Regions from separate parts of the Mus musculus genome. Here region 2 is linked to region 1. The links are chromatin contacts, called in public Hi-C maps. All regions are on one chromosome and are shown on one strand. The core of a region is the stretch at or near the end of the contact, and the rest is flanking DNA. Distances in the headings are between cores, read along the strand shown.

What was found. Hi-C and Micro-C count contacts between places; a contact is called where the count stands out from the background.
Region 2: a Hi-C map of the N1E-115 cell line shows a contact between it and region 1, with 2.4 times the contacts expected there. The contact joins two enhancer-like sites.

What each region holds. Positions count from the first base shown.
Region 1 is chr6:28,574,741-28,579,109 of GRCm38.p6, forward strand. The region is part of intron 10 of Snd1 (staphylococcal nuclease and tudor domain containing 1); the gene reads left to right. Among named protein-coding and RNA genes, the nearest start is that of Snd1, 97 kb to the left of the region's middle. Within about 2 kb of position 1,996, at least 17 of the 459 cell types and tissues checked have an H3K27ac peak or open chromatin away from gene starts, as enhancers often do. A contact at or near this core is called in the N1E-115 cell line, where this site is marked.
Region 2 is chr6:28,917,850-28,922,173 of GRCm38.p6, forward strand. It overlaps a transcript of Snd1 not described here. Among named protein-coding and RNA genes, the nearest start is that of Gm40357, 45 kb to the right of the region's middle. Within about 2 kb of position 1,737, at least 6 of the 459 cell types and tissues checked have an H3K27ac peak or open chromatin away from gene starts, as enhancers often do. A contact at or near this core is called in the N1E-115 cell line, where this site is marked.

The sequences.
Region 1 (4,369 bases), core at 746-3,245:
GTGGATGTGCTTCTGCTCTTCATTGTCTTCATGAAGGCAGAGGCTGTATCTTGCTTTCCAAAGATTCAAATAATTTTTATACCAATAAACATTTCAACTCTTACTATATCCTGTCTCTTAAATCCAGCTAACAAAGTCTTACAACTATTGATCACTATGAAGTAGTTACTTCTTAATACCTCACAGTTCCAAATCACAATGAGGTAATAATTTTGGTTCTTCAAGAGCCAAATCAGGTCTCCTCCCCAAGTTAGTTTATACCAGAGTGCCTCTGGACACTCGGAAACCGTGTGGTACTTGGTTTACACCTTGCCCAAAGTGGCTTATCAGTTAGAATTGAGTTGGAATTAGAAGTCTATTAGCAGACTAGGAGGCAAAGAAAGATGAAATAGATCACAGTCCATTTATGATATGTCATTTTGCCACCGTATTTCCTGTTAGGACTTTTTGTTGGTCTTATACGTATTATCTTTTAAAAAATATTAATTTAAAAATTACATTTAGAAAGCATGTGTGTGTGTGCACGTGTTGTGGCACATGTGTGGAGGTCTAGGGGCTGAGCTCAGGTAAGGGAGGAGTGAGAGCAGAAGCCTTACCTGCTGAGCCATGTTTCCAGGCCCTGTATTACATTCCTGCATGAGAAGAAGGCTCAAGAGGCCATCAAGAGTAGCATGTTTTCTTTTTTTTTGTTTGTTTTTTTTTCCATTTTTTATTAGGTATTTAGCTCATTTACATTTCCAATGCTATACCAAAAGTCCCCCATACCCACCCACCCCCACTCCCCTACCCACCCACTCCCCCTTTTTGGCCCTGGCGTTCCCCTGTACTGGGGCATATAAAGTTTGCGTGTCCAATGGGCCTCTCTTTCCAGTGATGGCTGACTAGGCCATCTTTTGATACATATGCAGCTAGAGTCAAGAGCTCCGGGAAAAAAAAAAAAAAAAAAAAAAAAAAAAAAAAAAGAATGATACACTTAAAAAAAAAAAAAAAAAAAAGAGTAGCATGTTTTCTTTCTTCAAGTGGGCGGCCACCATACTTCAGAAGTGCTTTTCTTCTGCCTCTCCGGGACGTTTTGCTGCCTTTTTACTGTAACATCAGTGGCATTGCTCGGACCAAATTTCTTATATATTTTATTCAGTCTTTTTATGGAAAATTGTGTTACAGTAACAAACCAGTGGCTGTTCACTTCCATATTCATCACAGGTGTGTTGAGATCCAGGCTGCTAGATTGTTTTACGAGTACCCTAGGAGTGTGGAGAGGGAAGTGTGTCAGTTACGAGCCTGTTGATCCCGATTTTGCTAGATACTCACATAGATCAGAGTAGGGACGTATAGTTTTTCCTGGACCCACGTGGCCAGGCTTGACAGGGTAGGGAAGGTTGCTAACTGGTCGCATGGAAGCACAGACAGTATTGTTGAAACGGTCTCCACGGTTACCAAGCTTATTTTGTCTTGAACATGGAATCCACTTTCCTTCATGAGGAAGGAAAAGTTAGAGTTGTTTTGCCCTGCACAGATTCACTGGTTTGGTGGGCCAGTATTCATAGCGTACAGAAACTAAAGGGATATAGTGTCCAAGCTGTAGGTATAACATTCACTAGCATTCTCATAGTTCTGAAAGTTTCATTTTTTTTTTCAAGCTCGTTGAAATTTGTAAAGGTATGCTTCATTTTGGAGTCACATCGTAGCGGGTGATCTCTGGAACTCAGAGAAACATTTGGCTTCTGGTTTTCCACCTGTCACCAATTTGTATTTTGGGTAAATGATGCCAAGAATTATCTATTGTAACTGACATCTACTTCCTCTGGCTTGAAATAGCTAAGTAGATTCGTGCTAACTTAATTCCCTGTCACTGCTTGCATGGTAGGTAGCACAGAGCCCAAGAAGAGATTCATAGCCCCGTGGAGTAGCAGCTAAATATTTCTACCGCTGTGCAGTTAAGGGTGGAGGCATCTGACTGAAGATGGGCCAAAGGGCAGTTCAGTCAGCAAAAGCTCATTTCTCCTTTGCTCTGTGTCTCTTTGTTTGAAGAATGGCATTTGGTGGTTTGATGTGAGTGCTGATGCCAAAATCCAGTGTGAAATCTGATCATGTCTTTTCCCTCTGACTAACCACGGTGCAGACTTGACCTGTAGAATCTGTCCTGCTCGAGAGGCTTCTCACAATATGGTCCCACTGATGCAGGGCAGGTATAGGGGACTTGGCATGTGGCAGTGAAACTTAAAATCTTCGCAGCTGAAGAACAGCAGGGTGAATGTAGTGTTGCTGTATCTGTGCCCTTCAGAATGTACAGCAGCCGGCTGCAAATGATAGCCTAATTTGACGTGGTAGCTCTATTTGAAAGCGGAAGCTGCTGGTTTCAGAGCGGTTCCCTGTAGGATAATGAATTGTCATGCCTCTGCTGATTATCTAACAAGTTTGTACAACGTGTAACACAGGCTGACAAGACAAACAATTTTATTAATTTAAGCCTGCTGCTAATGGGATTGCAGTACTATATGAATGTAGGAGTATTATCCACAAATACAAGAGTGTGCTACTCCACAAATACTTGTAGTCTGGGCCTGGTAATGGAAACAGTCTATTAATTTTTTTAAGCAATGTTTAGTGTTTCCATTTGTCTTAAATGAAATGAAATTCAGTTGGATTTGAATTGAAAAATACTTACGCATGTCTGGGGATTTATGAAGCTCAAATAAAATGAGCTGTAATATCAGCTTTTGAAGTGGTAGAGTTGATAAATGCCAGTGGGCAGTAGATAAACTTATGGTTTTTACAAACCAATTACAACTAGAGTTTTGTCTTCAATGTGTCTTAGAGTTTGGTCTTTAGTTGAGAGTGTAGTGAGACCTCTGGGGAGATAGATTTTATTTCCAGTATTTGGCCTTTGATCTGCAATATTTTAATTTCAAATTCTTTCATTCTTAAATGTGAACTTGACAATTTGAGGTAGTCGAATCTTGGGTTGTTGACTAGAATTGATTAACTATGCTTGTGAAACCAATTTATCATCCATGAGAAATGAGGCTAGTTTAGGTGAAGAAGAAAGGTATCTCATGAGCTCTGTATAACATAAACCCGAGAAAAGTGCTCTCCAGGAGAAAGACCCCAACATAATCCCCCAGGAGTTGGTATAAACTGTAAGGCTAAATGGATGTTGGGATAATTTCAGCAAAAGAGGTTCTATTTCCATGGCTTCTTCTCTGGGGGATATTGGCCAGGGTATGTAGCAATATAGCCAAGTCTTGCTACTCGTGACACTTAACATGTATTGCTTTGGGATGTAAACTGTGCCAAATTAAAGTGGCAGACAATTAAGAATTTAAGGTTCTTGCAATTTTTTGTTGTTTTGTTGTTCTTTTATCTATTTACCTTTAAAGATTTATTTATGTATATGAGCACTGTCTTCAGATATACCAGAAGAGGGCATCAGATGGTTGTGAGCCACTATGTGGCTTATAGGAATTGAACTCAGGACCTCTGGAAGAGCAGCATTGCTTTTAAGTGCTGAGGCATCTCTCCAGTCTGTCTGTCCTTTTCTTAAAGTAAATCTTTGGCAGACAGCACAGGAGGCAGTGGTGTCACCATCATGGATCACTTATCTGGGACTGTAATGTGCACTGTTCCCCCGTCACTGATGGCATTGCTGCCTGTTAACCAGCCTTCCTATCTCCCTGACTGTCCTTAAAATGTCTGCGTTGTCACTGGTTTAGGCTCCTCAGATACGCTGTGTATGTTTTCAGAGTGTGGGGGGCACAGAAGGAGGGGAATGTGCCGAGTAATTGGGGCTAATTTAAGAATTCAAAACGTGGAAAGTAAATTGAAGGTGTGCTTCCACCTTTATTCATCTGATGTAGAAGCTAAACACAGCACCCTGACCCCCACACCCCTTGCCTCTGCTTCTTGCTGTACCTTCTGCACAGCCTGAGGGCCTTTTTCTCCTCCAGCCTCTGCACCAACCAGCTCCCATGGAATTCTCAGTGCTTGCCTTCTGCTGGACTCCGTGACACCATTGAATGAGAGCTCCCTCCAATTGTATACCTGCTCCCAAACAAATTAGATGTACAGTTTCTTTATGTCAAGAGGCAGAATTGCTAGCTGCTACCAGGGATAATAATATATTTTCAGAGTGGTACAAATTTCAAGTAATTTCCAATTCTATTCCCAGTACTAATAAAAGTTATTCTTCATTTAAATGTAAATGGTATTGCTCTGCTTATCTTTGCTGCTTTAGAAAAGCTTTTTTCTCCCCCTAAATAACTTTTGTATTGAGATCAACATCCAGTCATTGGATAAGGTACAGCAACATTAAGTTCAATGAATAATGGTATATGCACTGCAATATCTACCATCCAAATCAAGATGTACA
Region 2 (4,324 bases), core at 487-2,986, 340 kb after region 1:
CATGTGGCTCCAGAGACCGTGATGCCGGAGGGTGGCTGAACTAAGATGCTGTGAGCATTGAGTGGGCGAGCTGCCTCTCCTCTGGTTCGTGTACTTTGGGGATTAGGTACCTTGCTATTTGCTAGCTTCATATCCTATATATCAGTAATGTTCTTTTATTCTCTCTCTCTCTCTCTCTCTCTCTCTCTCTCTCTCTAAGACAAGGATTTCAATATGTAGCCCTGCCTGTCCTGGAACTCACCATGTAGAACAAGCTGGTCATAAACTCATGTAAATTTACCCACCTCTCTCTCCCAGTGATGGTGAAGGCATGTGCCCCCACACTTCACTTGCTGTAGTGGCTAATACTGATTGTCAATGAATCAACTAAATCCTGAGCATCTAGGAATAGCTGTGAGGAATTCTCTTGGTTGGATTGTTTGGGATGGGAAGCCGCACTCTAAGCCTGGGCCGCACTGTCTGGTGGCAGCCCTCCTTGAAGGAGATGGAGGAAGGAAGATTTTTGCTTGTCCTCACTCTCACTGGTAAGTTTATCCATCCTGTTGTGAAGGCAGTCCTTCTCTGATATTAGGACCTATTTCTAATAAATATCATATATGATTGGTCTTATTTAACAATTCCATGTGTATATTATAGACTCTGAGCATATCCCCCACTGTTCTCTTACCCATTCAACATCCCACCCCTCTTCCCAGAGAAGCCCACTTCCTCCTACTTTCATGTCTGTTTTTCTCTTTTATTCCACTGCATTTAATTAGTGTATAATGTTTTCATATATATAACATATATACACATGTATATACACACATATATATATACATACATGTATATATACTATATTTACACATATATATGTGTATATAATATGTTGTGCATATATATGTATATAATATATACACACATGTATATATTACACTTATATGTATATATAATATATATGTACACACACACATATATATTCATTCTATCAGTTCTGTCCCTTCAAAGAACCCAGACTAATACACAGAGTAATATTCTCACTGTCATATTATTTTAATCTGTTCAATAAATGTATGTATATACTTTATCATGTTTCACTACCATTTGCTTCTATGTTTCATATTAGAATTTAATATCTATTACTTATTTGTGAGAGAGTTTTTAATTGTGCCTTTGGACTTTTGATTCTTCTGCCCAAACCCCCGAAGTGCTAGGGTTATAGAGGAATGCCACCACACCCCATTACAGAATTTACTATTCTTAAAGCAGCTCACACACTTTACATAGCACACTTCTCAAGGTGTTTAGTCTTGAACTATGTCTTCCAGTCTCTGCTCTTCTGTATGCCTAGGCCTGTTCTAATGGCTGTGACAAATACCCTTACTCCAGTCTCGGTCAGTGACCTCTCTTCTATTCTCTGGCTCTTCCTCTGAAACCTGGAAGGGGCTTCTTCCAGCTGCATTGGACATGGCTGTCCTTGGTGCTAACAACCCCTCGCCTGCTCCGAGCAGATTGGCTTCCTGACCAGTACAGCCGGCCTCCACAGGGCAGAGACTCACTCGCTGCCGCCCAGAGACTATTCCAAGCAGAGCAAACCAGAGCTCAGCACAGATCTCTCCATTCCCACCTGAGTCTGCTCATTGCCTACAGGGCCAGTCATGCCTTTTGAGGAAGCCCCAGGAGGTTGTGTCTGACTCTGGCTGTCTGGCAATGCTCATCTGGAGACTTCCTGATGCAATTAAGTCTCTGTGTAAGATCAGCAACCTCTCACCCACTTCTCAGCTAGATCTTTTCTTCCAACGAAGTGAGAACACTGGGCTTGCTCTCCTCTCCGGCCACATGCTTACTTCTGCTCCTATCTCCTACAAGCAAATGCTTCTATTTAACTCAGCCATGCAACCTTTGTTGCATCTCCGCTATGTGCCTGGCATTACTGTCAGCCTAATTGATTCAGCAGTATTGATTCAGACAAAATGCCTGACCTCCCACACCACTTCTACTGGGGGAGGTTTATAATTGAATGTCTCACCCAAAATGTGTATATTGAACTCTAATTCCCAGTGTGAAGGTATTTGGAATACATCTCTGGGGGTTATAAGGGTGTGGCCCTCATACAGAAGCTTAGTGCCGTTCTGAGAAGAGCTCAGAGATTTAACTAGCTCTTCCATCATGGGTTGGAGAATAATCTGCAAACAGAAGCCGGTCATCACCAGACCTGCTTATGGTCAGACCCTGACCCCAGACCAGAAGCCTCAGAGCTGTATGGTACAAGTGTTTGCTTACTGGCTGGGCAGCAATCACTAAGACAGAAAAGCACACAAGATGCCACATAATCTACAATGTGTAGATTGAGGGTCGCTAAGGCACAAATTCTAAATCTGAAATGCTCGAGAATTCACTGCCTTTGAGCATCAATAGGATGCCTCTAGTCTGATGCTTTGACATGCACAAGCTTTCTTACGCCTGCTGTGTGTTACAGCATACACCAAACACAAATGAGGTTTGTGTTTAGACTTGAGCTCCACACCGGTAGTATCTCATTAGGTGCTCAAAGACATTCCTAAATGTGAAACTCCCTGAAATCCCAAACCTTGTTTGCATTTGGATAAACAGCTTTCGCATGCCATGACAAGGGATGGTTACTATGCCAGGAGAAAGAATGGAGTCTAGAGGTTAGCACTTTGAGCCGCAAATTTAAAGAGGGTAGACAGGGAAGGTCTCACTTAGAAGGTAAATATACTTGTCAGGTTTCTGCAGAGGAACAGAACTAATAGAATGAAAATAGATAGATGATAGATAGATAGATAGATAGATAGATAGATAGATAGATAGATAGATAGATAGATATACACACACATGGAATTTGTTAGGTTGGCTTACATGATACCATCTAGTAGTCCAAAACCAGATGTTTTCATACTGGAAAGAATAGCCTGCTCATTCATTCAACGGACTGAATGCAGTCGGACACTGGAGTCCAGGAGGATTCCTGCAGAACCACTGGTCTTCAGTCCATGTCAGGAGACTGAAGAGCTGGAGTCTGATGTTAGAGAAGGAGGGCGACGATGGCAGAAGTAAAGTAGATGCACTCACAAGCAAGAGGCACAGGCAAGTAGGCAAAAGGCTTTTCCTTCTTCCTCTCTGGCTGCCAGCAGAAGGTACCACTCGCTCTGGGGAGGGGGAGGGGGTCCTCCACTCTGTTAGGTGAGCAGCACCACCCCATGGACCAGAGTCCTAGACTGAACATGAAGGAGGCAGTGAGCTGAGCACCTGAGTTCATCTCTCTGTGCTTCCTGGCTATGGAGGCAGGGCGATCAGCTGCCTCACCTTCCTGCTGTCATGCCTCCCCTCCCCCACCTTCATGATAGACTGCAGCCTCAAACTGTGAGCCCCAACAAACCCCTCTGTCTCTGGTTTTTTTTTTTTTTTTTTTTTTTTTTTCCCCAGTTGCTGTGACAAAATACCCTGCTGAAAGCAACTTAGGGGTGGAAGGGTTAGTTTGTGTTCACAATTCCTGATGGCAGCCCATCACAGCAGTCAAGGTGGCAGAACTAGGGGCTGAGTGGGGGAGGGACGGTCACGGGGGTGGGGTGGGGAATTGGTCACCGCACCAATGACCCAGAGCAACAGCAGTAGATTCTTTATCTTAGTGCTTAACTCAATTTTGCCACTGTTTAAATGTTTTCCTTCATTTTTATTGGATGTGTTTGGGTGTTTTGCCTACGTGCATGTCTGTTTGCTATGTGCATGTTGTCTCTGCGCAGGCCAGAGGAGAATGTTAAACATCCTGGGACTGGCGTTACAGACAGTTGTGAGCCACTATCTTGAGTGCTGGGAATCCAACCTAGGGCCCCTAGAATAGTAGTCAGCACTGTTAACTGCCGAGTCATCTCTCCAGCCCTGAGTTTCAACACTTACAAAGTTCAGGGTTCCCTGCCTAAGAAGTGGTGCCTCCACACTGGGTGGTTCTTCTCACCTTAATTAACGTAGCAAAAATAATTCCTTACAGACGAGTCCTCGGGCCAACGCAATCTAGATAGTTGTCTTAGTTAGGGATTTACTGTTGTGAGCAGACACCATGACCAGGGCAAGTCTTATAAAGGATGACTTTTAACTGGGGCTGGCTTACAGGTTCAGAGGTTCAGTCCATTATCATCAAGGCGGGGCAACATGGCAGTGGCCAGGCAGGCTTGGTGCAGGCAGAGCTGAGAGTTCTACATCTTCATCTTCAGGCCGCTAGTAGAATACTGGCTTCCAGGCAGCTAGGGTGAGGTCCACACCCACAGTGACCTACTCCTACAGGGCCACACCTTCTAATCGTGCCACTCTCTGGGCTGAGCATAGA